Linked DNA regions of Anas platyrhynchos: region 1 is linked to region 2. Evidence: chromatin contacts called from public Hi-C data. All regions are on one chromosome and are shown on one strand. Each heading gives the region's core, a stretch centred on a gene start, on an enhancer-like site or on the middle of the called end of the contact. The rest is flanking DNA. Distances are from core to core; before and after follow the strand shown.

Region 1 (3,906 bases), core at 61-2,560, 54 kb before region 2:
TATTCACATCTCAGAGGGGATATTATATGGGAGTGATAATAAAACTTCAAAGCAAATTACCTATTATGCCAGTAAACTGTGGAAATGAGGAGACAATGAGATCATGAAATTAAGCTAAACATTGGGTATTCATATAGGTATCATGCTTCTTGAGCTGCCCTACTTAATACAAGTTTTACACAAGGGACACTAAAATTTCCTATTTCAGTTGCCTAATATGAGACCAAGAGCTGACTGACTGAAAAAGAGATCCCAGTTGTAGAAGAAAAGGTGAATTACTTTACACCTGTCTGTCCTACTTTTGTCTGAAGAGCTTAGTATCAGATGTGGTGACAAAAACATTCAGCTAATGCACTCTTTAACCCAGAGTCTGTATGCCTATGGCAACTGAGACAGAACAATAAAAACGTACTCATTTCACGTTTTGGTGAAAAGCATTGTTTTGTTTGGATAAAATCATTGCTGTAACATTGATAATCAGAAGGCTGGAGCACCTCTCCTACGAAGAAAGGCTGAAAGAGCTGGGGCTGTTCAGCCTAAAGAAGAGCAGGCTCTGGGGTGACCTCATTGTGGCTTTTCAGTACTTATAGGAGGCTTATAAAAAAGAGCGACTCTTTTCCTCAATGAGATAAAGACAGGACAAGGGGGAACAGTTTTAAACTGAAACAGGAGATTTAGGATTAGAGGTTAAGAGGAAACTCCACTTGTAAGGTGGTCAGGCAATGGAACAGGCTGTCCAGAGAAGCTGTGGATGCCCTATCTCTGGAGGTGTTCAAGGCCAGGTTGGATGGGGCTTTGGGCAACCTGATCTAGTGGGTGGTGCCCTTGGTTATGGCAGGGCTTGGAACTAGGTGATCTTTAAGGTCCCTTCTAACCCAAGCCATTCTATGAACCAACCTTAGAAGGAATGCCTTTCAGCTTTCTGAAGAAAGAAATTTCCTGAAATACTTCATTTCAAAATTCTCAACAGCTGCTGTTTAAAAGTATGCATAATCATAGTGATGGCAAAAATAAATAAATAAATATATATATAAACTTATAAAGTGTTTTTGTTTACAAAAATACTTTAATTCTTCTCCTGTTTTTGCTTCACAAAATGTAAACTGGGAATTCTCAGGTTTTCACAGCAAAAGAAAAAAAACTTTACCCACTGAGATCTTAATGCTATTATCACACAATAGGGCAAAGCAATACTTAGGAAAGATCCACAGGTGGCAGCACAGCAATACTTCAGAAAATACATTCTCAGTGCTGGGCGGATAGAATGAAGAGCAGAAAAAAGTGGGAATCAGCAGAAGTGGATAAACTGTTTCTGTTCAAGGAAGCTACACTGGATATACTTCAGCGCCGACTGAATGGAAGGGATCAAGACAGAGCTTTTGCAACAGAACATACATGAATGTAACTGGAAATTATTCCAGCACTTAAAACTCTACATCAAACTATTTAATGACAGAGTTAACCAGTTCCTTAATCATCTTTTGTCACCTTTCAATTGCTCCAGTATGCCCAGGTCTCTCCTGTACTGGGGAGCCCAGAACTGAACCCAGCACTCCAGGTGTGTCTCGTCAGGGCAAAGTGCTGAGAAGAGGACAAGGCTCACCTCCCTCGACCTCCTGGCAGTGCTCCTCCTAATACAGCACAGGAGGTCAGTGGGCTCCTTTGCCCCAAGGGCACATTGCTGGCTCATGCTTGGATTTTTGTTAAACAGGACCCTAGGTGCTTCCCTGCCAAGCTGCTTTCCAGATGGTGGGCCTCCGTTCCTCTCTCAGCATGTACTGGTGCCGAGGTTATTCCTTGCCACATGCATGACTTTGCATTTCCTTGTATGAAACTTGAGGAGGCTCCTGTCTGCCCATTTCTCCATCCCTCTGAATGGCAGCACACCCATCTGGTGTGTCAGCCTCTACTACCGGTTTTGTATCACATCTCAACAAATACAGCACACTCCATCATCCAGATCAAAGACTACAGCATCCAATATTCCCAAGCACAATTCCCTCGTTTCCAATCAACACACCCCCTCTTTGAGCCCATCCCCTCTTTGCTTCCAAGATCAAATGTGTTCACAGTGCTTTGGCCATAGGCATTACACATTACTAAGCAAGCACTAAATACCTTTAGCCCGAATAAACAAATGTTAACCCATTAACAGTAGAAGATAGAAGTAATGGCAAATTAACACGGGAAAATCTACGGTTTCTGTGTAACTGAAAACATAATTGGAAAAAATGCAAAATTTAAGTGGTTGCAAAAGGAAAAAGACAGCAGACTTTGCAGTGTATGAAACTGCAGCGTGTTAATAACATGTCATACTCCCAATAAAAAGCATTTTCATGGATTTCTTGGATAACATTAAACTCTGAAAAATCCTTTCCTTGAGAGATATAGTAGATAGAACTGAAAGATACGTCACACTTCCTTGCAAAGAAAGCTGCCGAGTAATGCATTTGAAATAAATGTACTGCCAAGGACAAATGAATGGTAGCAAGCCAAACTAAAAGCTGCATTGCTCAAAAAACACGAGTCCTTTTAATTTTCTTACCATGGCACTGTCTTGTGAATCAGCAAAATTCTGTTTATTCACTTACACTACAGTTTCTTATAATTCTTATTTAAACACTCAATTCTTTGGATAGAACTGAAAAGCAACGAAGGCTGGCTTGTTTTGGAATGTAAACATCAGAACGTATTTTCGAAATCCTGTTAACACAGTGGGATGCTGATGTAAAGTGTAATAAGCTGAATAAGATACCTAAGCACAACAACCCATGCTAATCATTCTCACCTCAAAGTTTTTATATCTACATGTATACAAATTCAAATTACAATCAAAATTAGCTTTGTTTTTAATCAGTCTAGCCTGATAGAGAAGTAAACTTTCATTAAAAAAATGTTTTGCTACGTACTAAGAATATTCTGAAGCCTCTAAGTTGATTCTGGCTCACTCACTAGACACAAAAACATATTCTTAATTTTTTACTTTAAAGTAAGTAGTATGATGATGCAATTCAATAATCAAGAGAGGTTACATATAGAATTTTATTCATAGAATCACAGAAGGGTTGAGGTTGGCAGGTACCTCTAGAGCTCATCTGGTCCAATACCCTGCAAGGACACCCAGAGCAGGCTGCCCAGGACCACTTCCAGGTGGCTTTTGAAGAGCTCCAAGGAGGAGGCTCTACAGCCTCTCTGGGCAGCCTGTGCCAGTGCTCAGTCACTTGCACAGTAAATAAGTGCTTTCTGATGTTTAGACAGAACCTCCTGTTTTCCAGTTTGTTCCCACTGCCTCTTGTCTCAGCACTGGGCACCACTGGTTCTGACTTCTCTGCATCCTCCCTTCAGGTATTTATACACATTGACAAGTGTAGCCCCAAACAATTACTGATGTCTGGGGCTTTTCCTGCCCACATGCAGGACTTCACACTTCTCCTTGCTGAACTTCATGAGCTGCTTTTCGGCACATTTATATAAACCGTGGAGGTCCCTCTGTGGGGGACCTCCGTGGAGGCTGTGAACAATGTGGAGCCAGACACTTCTCAGAGGTACACAGTGACAGGACTACATGCAGATGCATGCTGAATGGATGCATGCAGAAGACTGTACCTATGATCATTCTGAGATCCCTTCAAAGCCAAATTATTCTTTGATTTTATATACCAAAAAAAGGATAGAAAACCTTCATAGGCTATGCATCTCTGGAACATTTCCTTCTCTGAACAAATTTCAGCAACTTCATAAACTTAGATTATAAACGTATCTGAAACTACTACTTTCCTGAACAGGATAAAGAAGAAATTCAATGTAAGCCAGGAATCTCTGTGATGGTTATTGAGATTAAATCTGAAGTATCCTTGGTAAAGACCCAGGATCTTTACACTCAATAGGAAAAACTATGAAAGAGAA
Region 2 (3,894 bases), core at 638-3,137:
GCTGATACAGCATTGCTCACATTTTTCAGCAATATTTACTATTGAATGAATGAATGAAAATTGCAATTCTGAATCATGACTTACAGCACTTTAACTATCATGTTTCCTTACCAATGCCCCAGAAGAATAAAAAGCTACTACCAAAATATCTCTGAATAAAGCACTTGGACTAAATACACTCCTTAATATGTGAAGTTAAATACATAGCTCTAACTATTAATCCTATGAATGTACCTGTATATGCATTCATGTTCCTAGATGTAATAGTTCATAAGTCAAAATTAATGGGACTTTGCCATAGCTTATTCAGCTCTGCAACACTGGATTAATATTAGTGTCACAATCACATTGAAATATACTTATTTTCTGAGAATGTCTAGAAGCTTATTTCACTTAACTGATTTTTCCATTTAAAAATATTTAGCGTAATAAAAAAAAAAATACAGCTTTGCCCGTAAGTGCACCGTGTTAGTCATTACACAAACCAGTCATGAAGTTAGTTTCACTTTGAATAATACTAACTGTTCAAGATTATTTTTTTTTTTAGTACTCAGGAAATACTCAACAAAACCATTAAAAAAATCTCTTAGAAGATTACATGCCTAAGCACTCTTGTACTACTGCCGGTCATTTTCAACACTACCATTCGAATTGATTTCCTTTTTCTAGTTGCTTATACTTTTTCGGTTGAAGAGCAGCCTGCTCAGATGCGAAAAAGTGAACATATACTCAGCAGTATTTGAATAATGCATCAGAATGTATGCTTCTGACACATGCTGCAGTATCAACACTGTTAAATATAGTCTTTTATAGAACTGGAACAGTGAGTGATGACAGCTGAAACGAGGTGGGTTAGCTCTACTTTTGCGTATTTGTACTTAATTTTCAGTAAGTTAACACTTCAGCCTTTGTCTTTGGTGACAGCTTCACGAGGAAAGAGATGAAGAGGTTGCGTGGTGGAAAAAGTGTCAGTTCCCTTTTTTCCCATTCCCTCAAAAAACCCTAACAACCCCCCCCAAAAAAAACACCCAGCGTGCAACCTAGCCTCGAAGCACTACAACTCGAGACGCTGGGTTACCAGGCGCAGGCTGGCAGGCCGTGTTTATTTAACCCAGATCTTTTCGGCCGCGGGTCCTTGCGCTGACAAGCCGTGTGGCCCCCAGAAGCAGCGCTTCGTGCCAGGAACCCCGTGCGGCTGCGGAAAACGCCACCAGGCCGGGCCTACCCGCACCTTCGGGGGCTGCTCCTTTTTTTGGGGGGTAGGGGGGGGGGCATCACGCGTTGGCCGTCAAAGTTTAAACGCCAGGCGTGCAATGACAGCCGCGGACGGGCTCCAGGACACCCCAGCGAGGCCAGAGCTGTAATTTCTGGTTAAAAAAAAACAACACCCGAGCCGCTTCCTCCCTTCGGGGTGAAGAACCGCAGGAGCGCTGCCGGGGGGCTGCCCTCCCCGGGCCTCGCAGCTCTCCCCGCGGCCTCCGGGCCCCGCAGAGCCCGGGGCCGCCCCCGGCCTCACCCCCCACCCCCCCCCCGCTGCCGGTGCCCCCCAGACCCGGGCTGAGGGCGCAGAACGGCGCCGCCCCCCCCACCCCCCTCCGCCAAGCGCCCTCAGGGGGAGGCCGAGGGGCAGGGGGGCGCCACCGGGGGCGGAGGGAGCCGCCCGGCCAGCCCCGGGTGCCCGTCGCCTCCCTCTTTCCCTCCCTCACCAAGTGTCGCCCTTGCGGAGGGCGGTTTTGAGCAGCGCCGCCACGTCCGTGCGCTGGGTCTCCAGATCCGCCGCGCCTCCCTCCGCCATCTTCTCGCCCCGGCGGCAGCGACAGCGGCGGCGGCGGCAGCGGCAGGGGCAGGAGCGGGCCGCGCTGCATGCTGGGACTGACGCCGCCGGGGAGCCGCCCTCGGCCCCCGCCCTGCCCGCGGGCCGCGGGGAGGGGGCGCGGGGAGGCGCCGCGCCGCGAGGCCGCCTGGCGGCGGGGAGGGCTCGGCGCTGAGGGGCCGCGTCCTGCCGGAGGGGTGGGCAGCAGCCCTGGGCCTGTGTCCCCGTGTCCCCATGTACCCCTATCCCCGTGTCCTCGTGTCCCCTTGTCCCCATGACACTGCCAGAGCCCGGCTTGCCCCCTGCAGATGGTGGTCTGTGAGACCGCGCTTCAGAATGGGGCGGAAAGGGGAATTCGCCTTTCTGGAATAAAGGGCTTTTTCTGATCCTTCAGTGTTTTCATTGAGGTGTATGCGCCTTGCTGATGAATGTGTTGTCCGTAGGTTTGAGTGGTGTGGAGTCCCGGCGTTGGGATAGCCGCATAGCCCCTGTTGCTGTGCGAATGCTGTTGGGAATGTGGGTGTGCTGGGTGGCTTGCTTTAACTTTCCCAGACCTTCACAAAACCACACAGTAGTTTGTTGTGTTTGCTTCAGTCCCTCTTATCTGGGCCTGATGTCCGTACAAACACTGCCGCCTGACATCTGGCACCTCACCAAAACACGAACGAGTCCCCGTGTTACACTGCAGTAACGAGGAGCTTCTCTTGCGTATAGACTTCACAAAATTGTACAGAAATCTTGAGCTGGGGCAGGGGAGAATGCTGCTTACAAACTCCTTAAAAGTTCCTTCCTGCAGATCCAGCAGCGTATCCATAATGAACGCAGATGTATGCTGAGCCCCCTTCCTCCACCCAAGTCATTTTAGCGTGCTGAATTGTATGACTAACGCTAGAAATGCATCATCGGCTGCCACTCGTATATTATAAGCTATTGGATGTTATTACCTATTGGCTAATTAGCACGTATGAGCTAGTAGCATGTAGCTGTTATAAATAGCACTGGAGATTACTCTTTAGATATGCACACAGCAAAAAAAGAGAGTGGGAGTAAAGTTGCTTTGCATCCACAGTAGTCCAAAACTAAGTAAATATTTTGCCAGGATTATCAGTAAAGATGATGATGTTGAAGTAAAGGCAAAGTCAGGGCCTGCATCTGGAAGAGAATATGGATATGGAAGTCATGCCTCCCAAGAGGTTGGAAGGACTGGTGGTGACATTCACAGCATCTGTAAGAGCTGGAATATGAAATTCCAAGATGAAGGACAAGTAAATTAAAGATATCTGTCATGTGGAGTCATCTCTTCATCTTGGTAAACAAATACAATGTTTTAAACACCAAAAGTTACCTGTATGCCAAACTTAAATTATTATAAAAAAGATATTTTCTTGTCAAGTTGGAAAAAATATTTATTGATCCACCATGATTGATTTGCCAAAAGACTCACCTGGAGCCACCTATGGCTCTATGCTTTGGGTAGCACAAATGCAGTTACTTGTGTTCCTTAGATCTGCCTATTCATGGTACAAAACCAGATACTAGACAGACATGAGGTGCTACAGTTACTAGACAGAAAAGCACATGACATTCCATCTAAATCAGAGCTTTTTCTAAGAATCAAAATGGAGAGATGAGTAACTCTGGGACTCTCAGTGCTGTGCAAGAAGCAATTGTGCTTGTTACAGTACAACAGCAGTGTAAACTTGAGGTAGTCTTTCCTCTGCTTAAAATTGTTGAAAATTGCCGATTGGTGATAAATCTGTATTTTCACAAAAGTTTTCTGAGCTAGCAAGGAATTGTTTCCAAATACACCTATCCTCAAAGGTGCCCAAGGATCCTCAGAATTTAAAACATCTAGTAGATAGAAACAGTGCCAGAGATACTGATGAATGACCACCTACCTTCTCTGATGAAAAATAATCTTTTGTAATATAGATTTATATCATCCTGCTTTTGATATAACTGAAAGCAGGAAATTGTAAGGCTAAAAGTGGCAGACTTTCCAGTAACCACTGGGCCTCTGTTGTTACCTGACTTCACTGCTATATGATGCACTTTTCTAAACGTGTTTTTTTGTGGTTCTA

Evidence for each region. A called contact is a pair of places that touch in the nucleus more often than the background predicts.
Region 1: a Hi-C map of subcutaneous adipose tissue shows a contact between it and region 2, with 4 times the contacts expected there. The contact joins the enhancer-like site here to the promoter of USP15 in region 2. A contact is called at or near these places in 5 of 8 Hi-C or Micro-C datasets (F1 follicle, liver, skeletal muscle and 1 more).

The regions. Positions count from the first base shown.
Region 1 is chr1:34,979,020-34,982,925 of IASCAAS_PekinDuck_T2T, reverse strand. The region is part of intron 7 of USP15 (ubiquitin specific peptidase 15); the gene reads right to left. Among named protein-coding and RNA genes, the nearest start is that of MON2, 34 kb to the left of the region's middle. Within about 2 kb of position 1,310, at least 2 of the 8 cell types and tissues checked have an H3K27ac peak or open chromatin away from gene starts, as enhancers often do. A contact at or near this core is called in F1 follicle and subcutaneous adipose tissue, where this site is marked.
Region 2 is chr1:34,925,252-34,929,145 of IASCAAS_PekinDuck_T2T, reverse strand. It overlaps USP15 (ubiquitin specific peptidase 15), which reads right to left and starts at 1,887. Exons shown (of 21, transcript XM_027456491.3): 1 at 1,707-1,887. The coding sequence starts at 1,795.